Linked DNA regions of Muntiacus reevesi: regions 2 and 3 are each linked to region 1. A link is a contact called in public Hi-C data. All regions are on one chromosome and are shown on one strand. The core of a region is the stretch at or near the end of the contact, and the rest is flanking DNA. Distances in the headings are between cores, read along the strand shown. Region 1 holds the start of TIGAR (TP53 induced glycolysis regulatory phosphatase). Region 2 holds the start of RAD51AP1 (RAD51 associated protein 1). Region 3 holds the start of AKAP3 (A-kinase anchoring protein 3).

The links. A called contact is a pair of places that touch in the nucleus more often than the background predicts.
Region 2: a contact with region 1 is called in a Hi-C map of muscle, with 4 times the contacts expected there. The contact joins the promoter of RAD51AP1 here to the promoter of TIGAR in region 1. A contact is called at or near these places in 2 of 3 Hi-C or Micro-C datasets (blood and muscle).
Region 3: a Hi-C map of muscle shows a contact between it and region 1, with 4 times the contacts expected there. The contact joins the promoter of AKAP3 here to the promoter of TIGAR in region 1. A contact is called at or near these places in 2 of 3 Hi-C or Micro-C datasets (blood and muscle).

The regions. Positions count from the first base shown.
Region 1 is chr1:49,395,175-49,398,030 of mMunRee1.1, forward strand. TIGAR (TP53 induced glycolysis regulatory phosphatase) reads right to left here and starts at 1,360. Exons shown (of 6, transcript XM_065942614.1): 1 at 1,165-1,360. The coding sequence starts at 1,196.
Region 2 is chr1:49,246,351-49,249,050 of mMunRee1.1, forward strand. RAD51AP1 (RAD51 associated protein 1) reads right to left here and starts at 1,383. Exons shown (of 9, transcript XM_065942577.1): 1 at 1,228-1,383. The coding sequence starts at 1,244. It overlaps FERRY3 (FERRY endosomal RAB5 effector complex subunit 3), which reads left to right and starts at 1,564. Exons shown (of 14, transcript XM_065942600.1): 1 at 1,564-1,776.
Region 3 is chr1:49,153,549-49,156,248 of mMunRee1.1, forward strand. It overlaps AKAP3 (A-kinase anchoring protein 3), which reads left to right and starts at 1,342. Exons shown (of 5, transcript XM_065942536.1): 1 at 1,342-2,700. NDUFA9 (NADH:ubiquinone oxidoreductase subunit A9) reads right to left here and starts at 1,293. Exons shown (of 11, transcript XM_065942551.1): 1 at 1,149-1,293. The coding sequence starts at 1,197.

The sequences.
Region 1 (2,856 bases), core at 110-2,609:
AGGACCCAAAAAAGTCAGCAACTAAAGGCAGGCTTGACAAGGTTAGACCATTCTGATGTTCCTTGCAAGCTCCAAGAAGTCAAAAATGGAATCTTAGTTACCTGTAACCCAGTCCTCTGCTACACAGAACCCACTCAGAATGCTGGTCCCATTAACCACACACACATTTTTATTCAGACTCGCTGCATTTTTATCAGAGTTGTCCTTACAGAAAGAAAAGTTCATTAATTTTCATACATGCCCCATCCCCCTCCCCCGTGCCATGAACTTGACCTTTCTAACATTTAATGATCACACTAACCCAGTGGTGTGGGGCCTATCACTATCCCCACTTTATAAATCAGGAAACTGTGGTCGGGTAAATTAAGTCGATTAAAGGAAGCCCAGGTTACAAGGCTCCCAGGTGGAGCCCAGATTCCCATCTATGTCGCCCTTGCTTGAAAAATCTGTACTCCTGACCGCCCTGAACTCAGTTAAAATCGGGCAAATATAGAGTCGAAAAGAAAAAGGAAGGCATGGCAAGACATGTCAGCATTTGGCCCCTATAACGTATGTTTAAAAATATTTGTTGAGGGCGGTGCAGGCGGCTGAGAGCAGGGCGAGGCGCACCACCCTCCCCCCCCAGCTCCTCCCCCAGTGATTGGAGCTCTGCCGGGAAGAAGAGAATCTCAGACCCGAGCCTGGGGGACCGAAGGGACAGAGTGGGAGCAGAGCCTGCAGGGGAAAGGTCAGCCCCGGGCCAGTCCACGCTGCAGACCCTGGGGGCCCAGCTGGGGGCAAACGCGCCGCCCGGGAGGTGCCGGGACTCGCCTGTGTCTCCGGATTCAGCCGCCCCCCAACTGAAGCGACTTTAGCAGCAGCAGCAGCAGCAGCTGGGGTAGGGTGGGGTGGGGAAGGGGACCTTGACCTCACTCCTTCCGACGTCTCCGTCCCCACGTACTGGGAGACCGATGACATCTGACCCCTGGCCTTCTCCACGGCGTCGCAGGGCCAGGAGAGCCGAAAGGGGGTAACTCACGGGGAACATCCAGAAAAAGCCCGGCCGAGCCGCGGGGGAACCCACGGGACAGGACTGGCGGGGTGGGTGCGGATCCTCGGTCCCCCCGGCCCAGCCCCGCAGCACGCCACGGAAGGGACAGGGCAGCCCGCGACCGCCATACTCACTGCCGGACCACGGTCAGAGCGAAGCGCGTCATCCCGCCCACGCCCGGAGCCAGAGGAGCAAGGACCGCAGCGGCGCCAGAATCCGCACCCGCTGCCTGCACTGCGCCCGCCGAGCCCCGCCGCTTCCGCACCGCGCCGCCGGCCGGCTCCGCAGCTATAGGTGAAGGCGGCTTCTATGTCACTCCCGGACCAGCCAATCAGGGAGGCGGGGGCCCGGCAGGTCGCGAAGACTGATGGGCGGCCAGATCCCGCCCAGGGCCGTGGCGCGTGCGCCGCTGCGCGCAGGTCCGTGATTGGAGCGCGGCAGGTGCGACGGCCCCGCCCCGGACCCGGCAGGCGGGTCGCGCCCGGGCAAATCCAGGGTCGGAGGCTCCGAGATGATAAGGCTGCCGGCAGCTCCGATTGCGGTTAGTCTGATTGGAGGCTGGAGTGCGGCCAGCAGTCCTGCTTCGTGGATGTACAGCTCCAGACCCGTTCGGTCCTAGGGTTTATGTGACCCGCTGGCACTGGGGGCGTGGGGTCAGCAGCGTGCTTAGACCCACCCGGCTTCAGCCCCCAGCTCCGCCTAGACTGACCTGCTCCGGGCGCAAAGTCTAGGCTTGGCCCCTGGCAGCCCTATCTGGACTAGGCCTCCTGCTTCGCCTGCAGGGCCCGATTTTTACCAAAAATCCTGCGAAGCCACTTGCTGGAGAATCCTTCCACCCTTGATGTCTAATCAAACTCCTCTTCCTCCATTCTGTTAATAAAATCACGTTCCTCTCTGTCCCCATTTCGCCAATATCTCACCTAGTTCCTCATGGTCATATTTTCCGTTCTCTACCTCATTTTCTATTCTATCCTTCACCCTGCACCCTTGGCTACGCATGTGTGCTCAGCTGTGTGATTCTTTGTGATCTTATGCACTGTAGCCCGCCAGGCTCCTCGGTCCCTGGAATTTTCCAGGCAAGAATACTGGAGTAGGGTGCAATTCCTTTTCCAGGGGATCTTCCCGACCCAGGGATTGAACCTGCGTCTTTTGCATTGCAGGCAGATTCTTTTCCGCTGAGCCTCCGGGTAGCCCACCCTTGGCTATAAATTTCCATTTGTCCTTGTGTTCAGAGTTGTATTCATTTGTCAAATAAATCAAACATCTTTTAGAAAATTAGCTTTATAATATAAGGGGAAAGAATTGTTTTGGAAAAATTTAGAAAATTAAAATAATATGAAATTTTTAATTATCCAAGAACTACCTATAAAAATCATGTATGTTTTCATAAACTTTGAGAATCAGGAAAAAACACAGTTGAAAAATGGGAATCTTTGAAAGAATGGACATTATTCTGCATTATTCATTCAAGAGTTCAGAGATTACACTAGTTTATAAAATGAACAAGGAATTCATTTAAACTTTGTTTAGATATAAGCTAGAAATGACCACTGATACACTTTTGTTGAGAATATATAACATGCTGTTTGTTTGTTTTAATAAAAAAGGATGCTTTGTTGTGGCAACTCATATGATAGAATTCTGAATTAGTCAGGATAGGCCAAGTTATGGTAACAACTTAATCCTGGGATTTCCATGGCTTACAATATAAAAGTTTTATTTCTCTCTCATGCTACGTGTCTGACATGGATCAGGAAGGGGCTTTACTCCACAAAGTTCTCAGTTAACAGTTAACAATGACCTCCTTACATGGATTGACAATAACT
Region 2 (2,700 bases), core at 133-2,632, 150 kb before region 1:
GAGAAACAACCTCAGAGACATGGAAAACAAACTTCGGATTACCAAACGGGAAAGGTGGTGGGAGGGATAAATTAGGAGTTCGGGATTAGCACATACAAATATTATATACAAAACAGATAGACAAAAATTTATACAACACAGGGAACTATATTCAATATCTTGTAATAAACCATAATGGAAAAGAATACATACGTGTATGTGTGTGTATACAGATATGTTTTATTAAAATATATATATAAACTGAATCACTTTGCTGTACACCAGAGACACAAGCTTATAGATAACCTCACTTCAAAAAAGTTTTTAATGAAAATTAAAATAAGGCTTTCCTTCCTCTCACTCTCTCACACTGCCATGTTTATTTTCAGCCCCTTAGAATGCAATCTCCAGCACCTAAATATATGGATATATACCTAGTAAATACATACTTTCAGCGCAGAAGTAAGTATATTCGAAACCCTACTAAATGAATGGCTGACCCTAGGTCTCCATGGTGCTCGACTGAGGTAAAGTAGAGGAAGAATTTCCAACAGCACTTGGTGGAAAACACAGTGGATCTGGCGCCAGCTGGCTTAGATTTGCTTGTTACCCAGCAACTTACTAGCTGTATGATTCAGGCAAACTGACTTTCAGGTCCAGAGGTTTAAACTGATAAAATGAGAAGACCTAAACTTTCTATCTGAAAGAAGTATAGTGACCAACAAATGAATTAACAGGCCATCTGATGCAAAGAACTGACTCATCTGAAAAGACCCTGATGCTGGGAAAGATTGAGGGCAGGAGGAGAAGGGGACGGCAGAGGCTGAGATGGTTGGATGGCATCACCGACTCAATGGACCTGAGTTTGAGTAAACTCTGGAGTTGGTGATGGGCAGGGAGGCCTGGCGTGATGCCGTCCATGGGGTCGCAAAGAGTCGGACACGACTGAGCCACTGAACTGAACTGAGAAGCTCAGTAAAATGCAAAGCGTAATCAGCTTAGTTGAACGGGATGGGTAAAAGAAACGGCAGGAACAGTCAAGGACGCCCAAGAGAAGGAAACGGCTAGGTTGACAGGACCCTTCCTAGGAGCGAGAGCTCTCACTGGAGGCCGGAGTGTTTCCCTGTTCGTCCCACTATCGCCACCCTGGGTCCTCGGGCCCTTCTCTCCATCCCGTGCAGGAAACGCGGCCTACAGCGTCTTCCTGACCTTCCTCCCCACACTCGCCGGATTCCATGGGCTACTCACCTCGCAGGCCGCACCATGGTCCCCTCCGAGGCTGGAAACCTGCAGCTCTCAGGCTCTAGCAGGCAGCCGCCGCGGCAGTTCCAATTCCCGCCCAAAATCAAACCCTGAGCGTTCCGCCTGTCCTGCGGCTCGCCAATCCTCGCCAGCCATTCCGGCTGCCGCGCATGCGTTCTGAGAAGAGCGCGTTAGTTCACGCCCTCCCCAAGCACCGCCCTTCCGCATCCGGTCTGCCAGAGCTAAGATTGTGTTTCGCCGCTTCAGTTTCGTAACGAGAGTTGTCTCTGCGCGGTCTCCAAAATGCACAATATTAGTATAAATACACCTTCCGACACGTTTTAAATGATTAAAAGTAGGCAGGATGGAACAAGGGAACATTTATACCGAGGAATTTTCCACGAACTGCCAGGAAAGAGGAAAATACTTGGAAGAATCTGCCGTAGCGGATCTTCCGACTGTAAAAGCAAGGCAGCAGTCAGCTGATGGGCCGAGGGCCAAGGCCGGTGGTCACGACCCGTACTGCGGACAGCTGGGAACTCGGAACTAGAGGAGGTGAGCTCGTGACCGGAGCAAGGAAGCTCCCTCGGGCCGATCGGGGGCCTGGTCCCCTCACTCGGCTGGGACTTCTCGGCCCGACAGTCTGCCCTCCCTTCCCTGACTCACTCAAGCCGCCGAACCTCCATTCTATTGGCTGAATGAGTTCGGTCCAGCTCTCCTTTTCCCATCCCATTGTTGTATGGAAATCTTCCTTGATTTCATCGCTCGGGAGGGTCCAGGTGGCTCTGTGGTAATCCGGGTGGCTTTTAATCCCTGGATGGGAAGGATCCCCTGGAGGAGGAAATGGCAACCCACTCCAGTATTCTTGCCTGGAGAATCCCATGGACAGAGGAGCTGGCCGGTTACCTTCCCTGGGCTTGCAAAGAGTGGAGCACGGCTGAGCACACCCAGGCATGCAGGCAGTAATAACAAACCGGGGAGAAATAACTAAAGTATCAATTTTTGAGACACAATTCTAAAGAGCTAATCAACTGAAACCAGAGCTATTGGTTTTGGTTTTCCTAGAATATTGACTGTAAACAAAATGAGACCATGAGCCCATATTCAATTAATTTTCAGTTCCCAGCAAAATGTTCCTTTACTGCCTCTGTCTGCATCATGTGTACTTAGCAGCCTTTGATTTTTTTAAAAACTGATATGTTCTTATATAAAAGCTTCTTTCATTATTATTTTTACCAGCTTCCATTTACTGGTCATGTTTTGTTTACCAGATGCTTCGTATTTATTATTTGATTAAGCATGAAGACAGTCCTACAAGTTAAAAGTTTCCTGGGGCATGTCTAACCTGAGACATGGCCAAGGAAAGAAGAACAGTAAGCGTGCTCTGGGCAAAGGAAAAACATTCAGGAAGGTTGGAAGTCGAAAGAGAGGTTTGGTATTGAAAGACGTTCAGTATGGCTGAAAGTAAAGTTTGTCAGT
Region 3 (2,700 bases), core at 92-2,591, 240 kb before region 1:
ATTTCTTTCTTTAAAAAAAAAAAATCACTGTCTATTGGAGTATAGTTGACTAACAATGCTGTGTCCGTTCCAGGCGTACAGCAAAGTGATTCAGTTATACACAGACTTACATCTATTCTTTTCAAACTCTCTTCCCATTTAGGTTGTTACATAATGTGGAGCAGAGTTCTCTTCACTATACAGTAGGTCCCTGTTGGTTGCGTTGTGCTTAGTCGCTCAGTTCTGACTCTTTGCTACCCCATGGACTGTAGTCCGCCAGGCTCCTCTATCCATGGGGATTCTCCAGGCAAGAATACTGGAGTGGGTTGCCATGCCCTTCTCCAGGGGATCTTCCCAAACCAGGATCGAACCCAGGTCTCCCACATCGCAGGCGGATTCTCTGTCATCTGAGGCAATCTGTGTTAAACATAGCAGTGTGTACGTGTCAGTCCCAAACTCGCTAACTATCCCCCGCACCCACCCTTTCCCCTGGTAAACATAAGCTCCTTGTCTATGGCTGTGAGTCTGTTTCTGTTTTGTAAATAAGTTCATCATTTACATCATTATTTTTTAGATTCTACATATAAACGATATTATACAGGCATGTCTCTTTCTCTGCCCAGTATTTCTTATAATACCAAAGTCAAGGCTTCCCCGGTGGCCAAAGGTAACGAATCCGCCTGCCAATGCAGAAGACACCGGAAACGCGAGTTCGATCCCTGGGTCGGAAAGATCCCCTGGAGAAGGGGATGGCGACCCACTCCGGTATTCTTAGCTGGAGAATCCCATGGACAATGAAGTCTGGTGGACTACAGTTCTGGGGGTCTCAAAAGAGTCGGACGCGACTAAGCAACTAAACAACAACCTTACAGCCGCATCAGTACTCTGAGTCTTTGGATCCTTTACATGCCCCCCACTTTCTCCTCTTCTTTCTCCTCTTCCCTTCGCGTTGCTCACATTCTCTCCGCGAAGACCCCTTCCCAAGGGCACAACTTAATGTATGAGCCGGAGGAGAGAGAAAGGAGAAACCGGACAGAGGCAGCTGCGGACCTAGAAAAACAAGGGGGCCCACGACTCAGCGCGACCGCTGCAGCACGGCGCCACTCCCAAAACTTTAGACCCGCATCTCGGATTCACCATCCCGGGCCGCCGTTCCCGGTGACACTTACGTGACATTGGCAGGACCCGGACAACTCGGGGGTGAACGGCGGCCGCCATCTTCTCCCAGAATCCACCGCGGCCGGCGCTCCAGCCGACTACGGCTACCAGGCTGGGTCAAAAGGCATCCTCCCGGCCATCTGCGCAGGCGCCAACCTGAAATGGAAGGGGCGGGTCCGAGGGTGGGGTGGACGGTGGCTCAGAAGAGCGCGTAGGAAACCGCGGGAAGGGGTTGAGAGATGTGAGGGAGACCCGGAGGAAAGGGGAGAAAAGAGAGAAGTCTTGAGATCAGAGTTCCATGTCAGGAGCTGACCGTAAAGATGGCGTCGGAGTTTCGAGGAACCTGAAGTTCAGAATAAACCACAGACCGAATCAAGGGCAGCAGTCCAGCTTCCCCACCTCTCAGTTCATCGCTCCCTGAAAGTGTCCGCTGGGGCGGCACTTGAGCCCTGGAAGCTTTTCCAGGAGAGAGCCGGGGACTCGGGGACTGGAAGGGGCGGGGACGCGGAGAGTAAAGGTGAGGGAGAGAAATACACGTGAGGAAAGATGCGTTCGTGGAGTCCGAAGAGCAGGTTCCGTCCCCCGGGGCCTTGGCTCTTGCTGTTCCCTTTTCCTGCGGCGTGTCACGAGCTCAAGTCTCTGCTCGTGGGTGACCTCGGAGACGACTTCTCTGACGTGTTGTATCATTCCACCTGTGTTTTAAGTACTATGATTTACCAAAGCCCCTATCTCACCAACCGACATGAATCCAGGGATTTTTAACTTGGACTCTGACCCAGGAGCGGGCTTCCGGAAGTCTGCGAACCTCCCGAAATGTCTTGTAAAAGTTAGTAGGGCTTTCCCGGTGGCTCAGGGGTAGAGAATCGCCAGCAATGCAGGAGACCTGTTGGAGACACAGGTTTGATCCCTGGGTTGGAAAAGCTCCCCTGAAGGAGGAAATGGCAACCCACTCCAGTATTCTTGCCTGGAGAATCCCCATGGATAGAGGATCCTGGCGGGCTACAGTCCATGGGGTCGCAAAGTCGGACGTGACAGATGGTTCGCACACGCCATCTGCACATTTTTCTAGGAAGAAATTCAAGATGGCTCTCTCTAGAGCAACGGGTGTGTAATAGTCTTTTAATTGTGGATCCTTGGGAGTTTGCACTGTTCTAAAAAGTAGTATCTAGAGCTTGCCGAAATTCCAGAAAGAGAAGATGAAGACTTGTGTTTTTAAATCCTTTTTTCGTGGCAGCCTCTCAAAATTCCGGAATAAGAACAGCGATCAGCAACATGTCCTGAGACATCTACCTAGGGCATATCAGAAAACAAGCTCCTTTGGGGGAATCTTTTCAGACTTGGTCATTTCTTCAGTGCTTTGTGTTTTAAGAAAGGAGGTTGCCTTGCTAGGATGAACAAAAGACATGAAGTGAGTGGGAGTGGCTTGTTACTAGGTTTGCAAGGTTGTTTGGTCCCGTTCTACCTCACTCCCACTACTTACTGACCTGTCATCTTACCAAGTGAATTGGAAGAGGAAAATAACTTGATTATTTCAAAGATGTTTCCTAATGCTGCACTCGGATT